Linked DNA regions of Lactuca sativa: region 2 is linked to region 1. Evidence: chromatin contacts called from public Hi-C data. All regions are on one chromosome and are shown on one strand. The core of a region is the stretch at or near the end of the contact, and the rest is flanking DNA. Distances in the headings are between cores, read along the strand shown. Region 1 holds the start of LOC111888105. Region 2 holds the start of LOC111888125 (40S ribosomal protein S8).

What was found. A called contact is a pair of places that touch in the nucleus more often than the background predicts.
Region 2: a Hi-C map of seed shows a contact between it and region 1, with 2.9 times the contacts expected there. The contact joins the promoter of LOC111888125 here to the promoter of LOC111888105 in region 1. A contact is called at or near these places in 4 of 4 Hi-C or Micro-C datasets (bud, leaf and seed).

Annotation. Positions count from the first base shown.
Region 1 is chr9:163,611,512-163,614,274 of Lsat_Salinas_v11, reverse strand. LOC111888105 reads left to right here and starts at 1,447. Exons shown (of 2, transcript XM_052767205.1): 1 at 1,447-1,697; 2 at 2,346-2,763. The coding sequence starts at 2,360.
Region 2 is chr9:163,788,773-163,791,535 of Lsat_Salinas_v11, reverse strand. It overlaps LOC111888125 (40S ribosomal protein S8), which reads right to left and starts at 1,393. Exons shown (of 5, transcript XM_023884254.3): 1 at 1,247-1,393; 2 at 1,054-1,126; 3 at 264-603; 4 at 14-183. The coding sequence starts at 1,250. LOC111888141 reads right to left here. Exons shown (of 1, transcript XM_023884271.2): 1 at 2,709-2,763. The coding sequence ends at 2,709.

The DNA of each region.
Region 1 (2,763 bases), core at 198-2,697:
GACTAAAAGTGATGTCGAATAGTTATATGCCACGTATCAAGCTAAACATGGTTTTGCAGGGATGCTTGGTAGTATTGATTGTAAACATTGAGAGTGGGCAAATTGTCCCAATACGTCGCGAGGTGATGATGGGGTCCTGACTGTTACATTAGAAGCGGTTGTTTCATATGACCTATGGTTTTGACATGTATTCTTTGGTATGATGGGGTCCAATAATCACTTGAATGTGCTTCAAGCGTCTCCGTTATTTAACAATATTTTGCATGATAAAGCACCTGACATGTGATACGTTGTGAATGAAAATGAATATAATTATGAGTATTACTTAGGTGATGGTATACATCCAGAGTATGCTACAATTTTTAAGTCATATTCATTTACATCCGATGAAAAATGAAAATTGTTCAAGTTAGCACATGAATCTGCAAGGAAGGATGTGGAACGAGTGTTTTGGAGTCCTAAAACAAAAGTGACACATAATCAAACATCTAACACGAACATGGGATATGAAAAAACTAACGACATTGTTGATTGTTTGTGTTATTTTACATAACATAACAATAAAAGAAGAGGATAGGGCTATTTGTTCATATATCGGGAACGACATACTTAATCCACCTGCAGTAATACAAGTTGGTAACCCGACATAGTTTTTTAGGTTTTTGGAAATACAAAACCGTAAAACACATCACAATATACATCATGATTTAACCGAGCACATATGAGAAAGACAATTCCAAGGGAAAAATGATGATGAAGACGAAGAGGATGAATGCAGTGACAATGAGGCAAATAAGTATGGTGACGACCACGAGTAGTGTTTCTCAATGGTTTTTTATGCTTTAAAATTTTATGTTTTTTAAGTAGTGTATTGTTTTATTTTTTTATGTTTTATGTTTATTTTAGTAATATAGGTTTTAAATTTCTATGTTTTTAATTAATTAAATGTGATTTTATTTTTTTGTGTTTTCAAAAAATTTATTTATGTTTTTATTTAATATAGTGTTACAAAAAATTAAAAAAGTTAAAAAATTAAAAAAAGAATATTATGTAGTGGTAACCATTTTCAATGTTTTATGGTTGGTGGTGAAGCTGACATGCACAGAAGTGACAACACTTTTTCGGTGGGTTAATGGTGACCACTTCGTATTATCGTATAGCCTAATAGAAGTTGAATTTTGTTGATGAATTATAAAACTTAGGCATTTTTTTATAGATGGAAAAACTAACTATTTCAGCAATTTTTATAAGTTTTGCAACTAGAAAGTCATGAAATCGAACGAAAATTATATATATTTTTTGAACTTTTTCTAAAAAGTATATAATGATAAGATTTTTCAAACTAAACATAAAGTGATTTTTTTTCAAATATTTATATCTTAATTACTATACCTGATTATATTGCCACACCACTTGGTTGAAAAACTCCTTGAATTTTCTTTGCATAACATGTCGGTAGCATAATCTACCATTATTTTATTAACAAGAAGACAATTCGAACTTGATTATTGAAAAGAATACCCACCACCCCCCTCAAAATCCAACCACACAATCGCATAATTTTCTTCATTCTTCAAAATCAATACACACTCTCCAATTTTCCTCATTTTCGAGCTCGATTTCTCCAAAGATTTCATTGAATCCAAACACCAACATTCTACAGCAGTTTCTTGGACTCTGGTGATTAAAAAAAAAAGGTAAGAAAGGACTACACTTTCTACTCAATCTTTGATGCTTTTCTGCTTTATCCTTTTCCTGTGCAATCGACTTTTAACAATTCATGGGTTTTTTATTTTATGATTCAAAGGGATCTATATCTACTACCGTTTTAGCTTCTCTTTTTCCCTGTTTTTCCTCTCTTGGATTCTGAGGTTTTGTTCTTTGAGGTAAAGTAGTTAACTTTATTGGAATATGCTTATTGAATCGAGTTTTGTGCTATCCTTTAGTCAAAATAGGGTTTATGTTCATCCAATAACTATTGGGGTCAGTACGTACTTGAGCTCTGACAATATTTCGCGGGTCTCTATATATATGCATGTGTTTACAGTTTAGGTGATCTAAATTAGGGTTTTTGCTTCCCCTTTTTGAGAATTCTGTTTCCCAATTGAGAATCCAGGTTAGATTTTTATGTTGATCATGAAGTTTAATTATTTGAATTGTGTGTTGTTAACTATGATTACATTTTTTTGGTAATTGATTGGCTGCATAATCTGTTGCGTTCTTGAATCATGAATACTTTTGTAGTTTTCTGTTTATCAACATATGCAAAAGGCACACGTCATTGCTCTGTAATTTCATGATCTGAAGAAACAGTTTCTTGATTATTATGTTTCAATGTTTTCCAGGTGTAATTAAATTCATGGAATCTCCACAATCTGTTGTATCACCATTGAAGAACTCATCAATTTACTCCGACCCAAAAAGCCATAATCTCAATCAGTCCCCAAAAAGCCCTGAATTCACATCAAAAAAACCCGACCCATCCCTTGGTGTTCTCGATATCTACGTTCATCAAGCTAGAGACATTCAAAACATCTGTATATACCACAAACAAGATGTTTATGCCAAAATTACCCTCACTACCAACCCCGAAAAATCCGTCACCACAAACACAATAAATGGAGGTGGACAAAATCCCGTTTTCAACGAAAAGGTTTCAATCGATGTCCCCACTCTTGACACTTCAATCAAATGTGAAATATATATGTTAAGCCGAGTCCGGAATTACCTCGAAGATCAATTGCTAGGTTTCACTGTAATCCC
Region 2 (2,763 bases), core at 144-2,643, 180 kb before region 1:
AGAAAAAACATACCCATCAGCACGACCACATTGGCCAGGGCGTGATGAAACGGCAGCCAATAAACGACCACTTGAAAATTGCTCTTCAACATGTGGGTCCAGTTTGCGTTCCTCTTGACGCTTCTCTATCTTCCTAGCAACATGATTGCTCTTTTTTGTCTCCTCAGTAGCACCTTCTACTTCCTACAATTAAATCAAAATCACTAAATCTCAAAACCACAATACAAGTAAATATAAAAAATAAAATGAAAAGAAAATAATACCTCTCCATCTTTCTTAGCAGCAGAAGCAGCTGGAGCTTTCTTCTTTCGACCAATGTCAACTCCATAGTGCTGAAGGTACCATTGTTTGAAAGGTGCAGCATCAACTTGAACAATAGCACTCTTCACTAGTGTTTGTGTCCTCACCAATTCATTGTTTGATGCATTGTAAACCACATCCAAGATACGTGTCTTTCTTGTTACAGCTTCACTTCCCCATGAGTAGTTTCCTGTATCTAACCTCAATGCTCGCCACTTCACATTTCCACCACGAACTCTCACCCTTCTAACTGTCTTGTTGCTCGATATTTTAGTGTTTGCAGGCTGTCTTCCAAGCTCATACCTTTAAGAGAAACAACAAGTGTTAAAAAAATCTAAATAGAGTTTGATTTGATGGATGTTAATGAATTTGAATCATAACAGAATGTTTGAAATAAGAAGGATGTATATAAATACTGATAAAAATAAGATTACGAGATAGCATGTGTTGATCGGAAATCAGTTTCGTATTCAAGCGCAAATCGCTTTCCTCAATTCATTGATCCATAGTGTTCGACTTGAATGATAAAATCAATACAAGTTATCATCACAAACTCACAAACTCACAATCACATTATCAGGATCGAAATCAGTAAGCACAAACGAATAAAGAGAGAAATAAAAAGCAAACAGTATCGTGTCTACAGCGAACAGGACCGATGTTTCTAGTATATAACTTGTCTAGAATAGGATAATCATAACATAACTATACAGAAAATATAGACGGCATATGTTAATTTAGAGGAAAACTTACTTTCGCTTCTTTCTCCAGGCCTTCTTCTTGCCACCAGTGGCACGTCTCTTGTGCATCGAATCACGAGAGATACCTGAAACAGTAGAGAAACATCATCAGAATGTTCGTAATCATGATAGCACGAAGATGGAGATTACAAAGCAGTGTATCAAATCCGACGTATGAATTTGAGTTGGCCATTGGCAAAACTTACCCATGTTTGCAGATCAGAAGGATCCTCCTGCGCCTCTGAAGTCGAACTCTTGGGTGACAAAGAGAAAGTTTAGGGTTTCGCAGGGCAATGGCTTAAAAGGGTGAGGCTGATTACTTCTATTCGTATCTACTCAAAACCCTAGTGGCCTCGGTGAAATGTGGAGGCCCAATCACTTGGCCCAAACAAATTTTCTCGGCCCATGGATATTTTTTCATGAAATATTGTAGCAATCAACTATTCTGTTCGCTAAATCATAAGTAAATAAAAAAGGGTTATATTTTATATATATACCATAAAGAAATTGAACTGTAAAATATTATATTTTCATCAGTTAACTATTATACTCTTATTATAATGTTATCTGTATAAAATTTTCTTTCTTTTTTTCATTACATGTGGATAATTCATATATCAATATCAATGCCTCGATTATCCATGTAAATTTGTCATTCTTTTAGAGCATTCGGTGTGAGCAATAAGGTGCAACACCAAGTTGTGTCACCTTACATGTCACATAAGCAAGTGGTGTTATAACACATCAAGTGGGGAAATGGGCAACAAGATATAACACCAACTTTTTGAAAATAAATATGTTTTTTTTTCCGAAATTGGGTTTTTTTTACTTTTTCATTTATTTTCTTTCTTTTTTTTCTTTTTCGTTTTTTTCGTTTTTGCATTTTTTTTAATCACTAACATGAATATATTTTTTATAAAAAGTAACATTAAAAAAAAAAAAGACATAATATTTAAAATCTAAAATTACGATTACAATTAAAAAAAATAATTTTAAACCTAATATTATAACTAAAATATCATTCAGATTACTACTAAAACCATAGTTGTCAAAATCGCGATCCTGATCGTAGGATCGTGCGATCCTACGATCCTACATATGAAAAACGATCTAGATCGTAAAATGATCGTATTTGAGGTAGGATCGTAGGATCGAGATCCGATCCGATCCTACCTTCCTTTGATTTTTTTTTTTTTTTTTTTTTTTTTTGCAAATGGAATTTTTTTACCACTTTATATCTTTTACCATTTACCAATCTACCATTTATCATTTTTTATTGTGACTTATGACTAATATTTTGAAGTTTTTATAACTTTTGAACGAAAAATTAAATGTTTGAAATATTTTTCATTATTAAATATTATAAATTAAAATTATATTCTATTTTGTGGGATCTTAAGATCTCGATCCCGATCTTGCAAACCAAAAAACGATCCTAGGTAGGATCCTGATCTTGACGCCCTTGACTAAAACCACATAACAATCATAATTAACCCAAATATTTCTTCTTAATTTGTTCCTTCGTCGCTTGTAGCAACCCTAGATCAGCAGGCGCTAAACTCTCCTCGCTTGTCCGAAGAATTGACAACTGATATGTCATTAGTTCCCTCTCTTTTTGCTCCTGCTTCTCCCGTGCCTGCCTTTCCAGGAACTCCAAATGACGACGTTTCAAGTCATTTTTTCTTTTATTAATAAATCGTGCTCGTCGAATTTCGCTCTCATT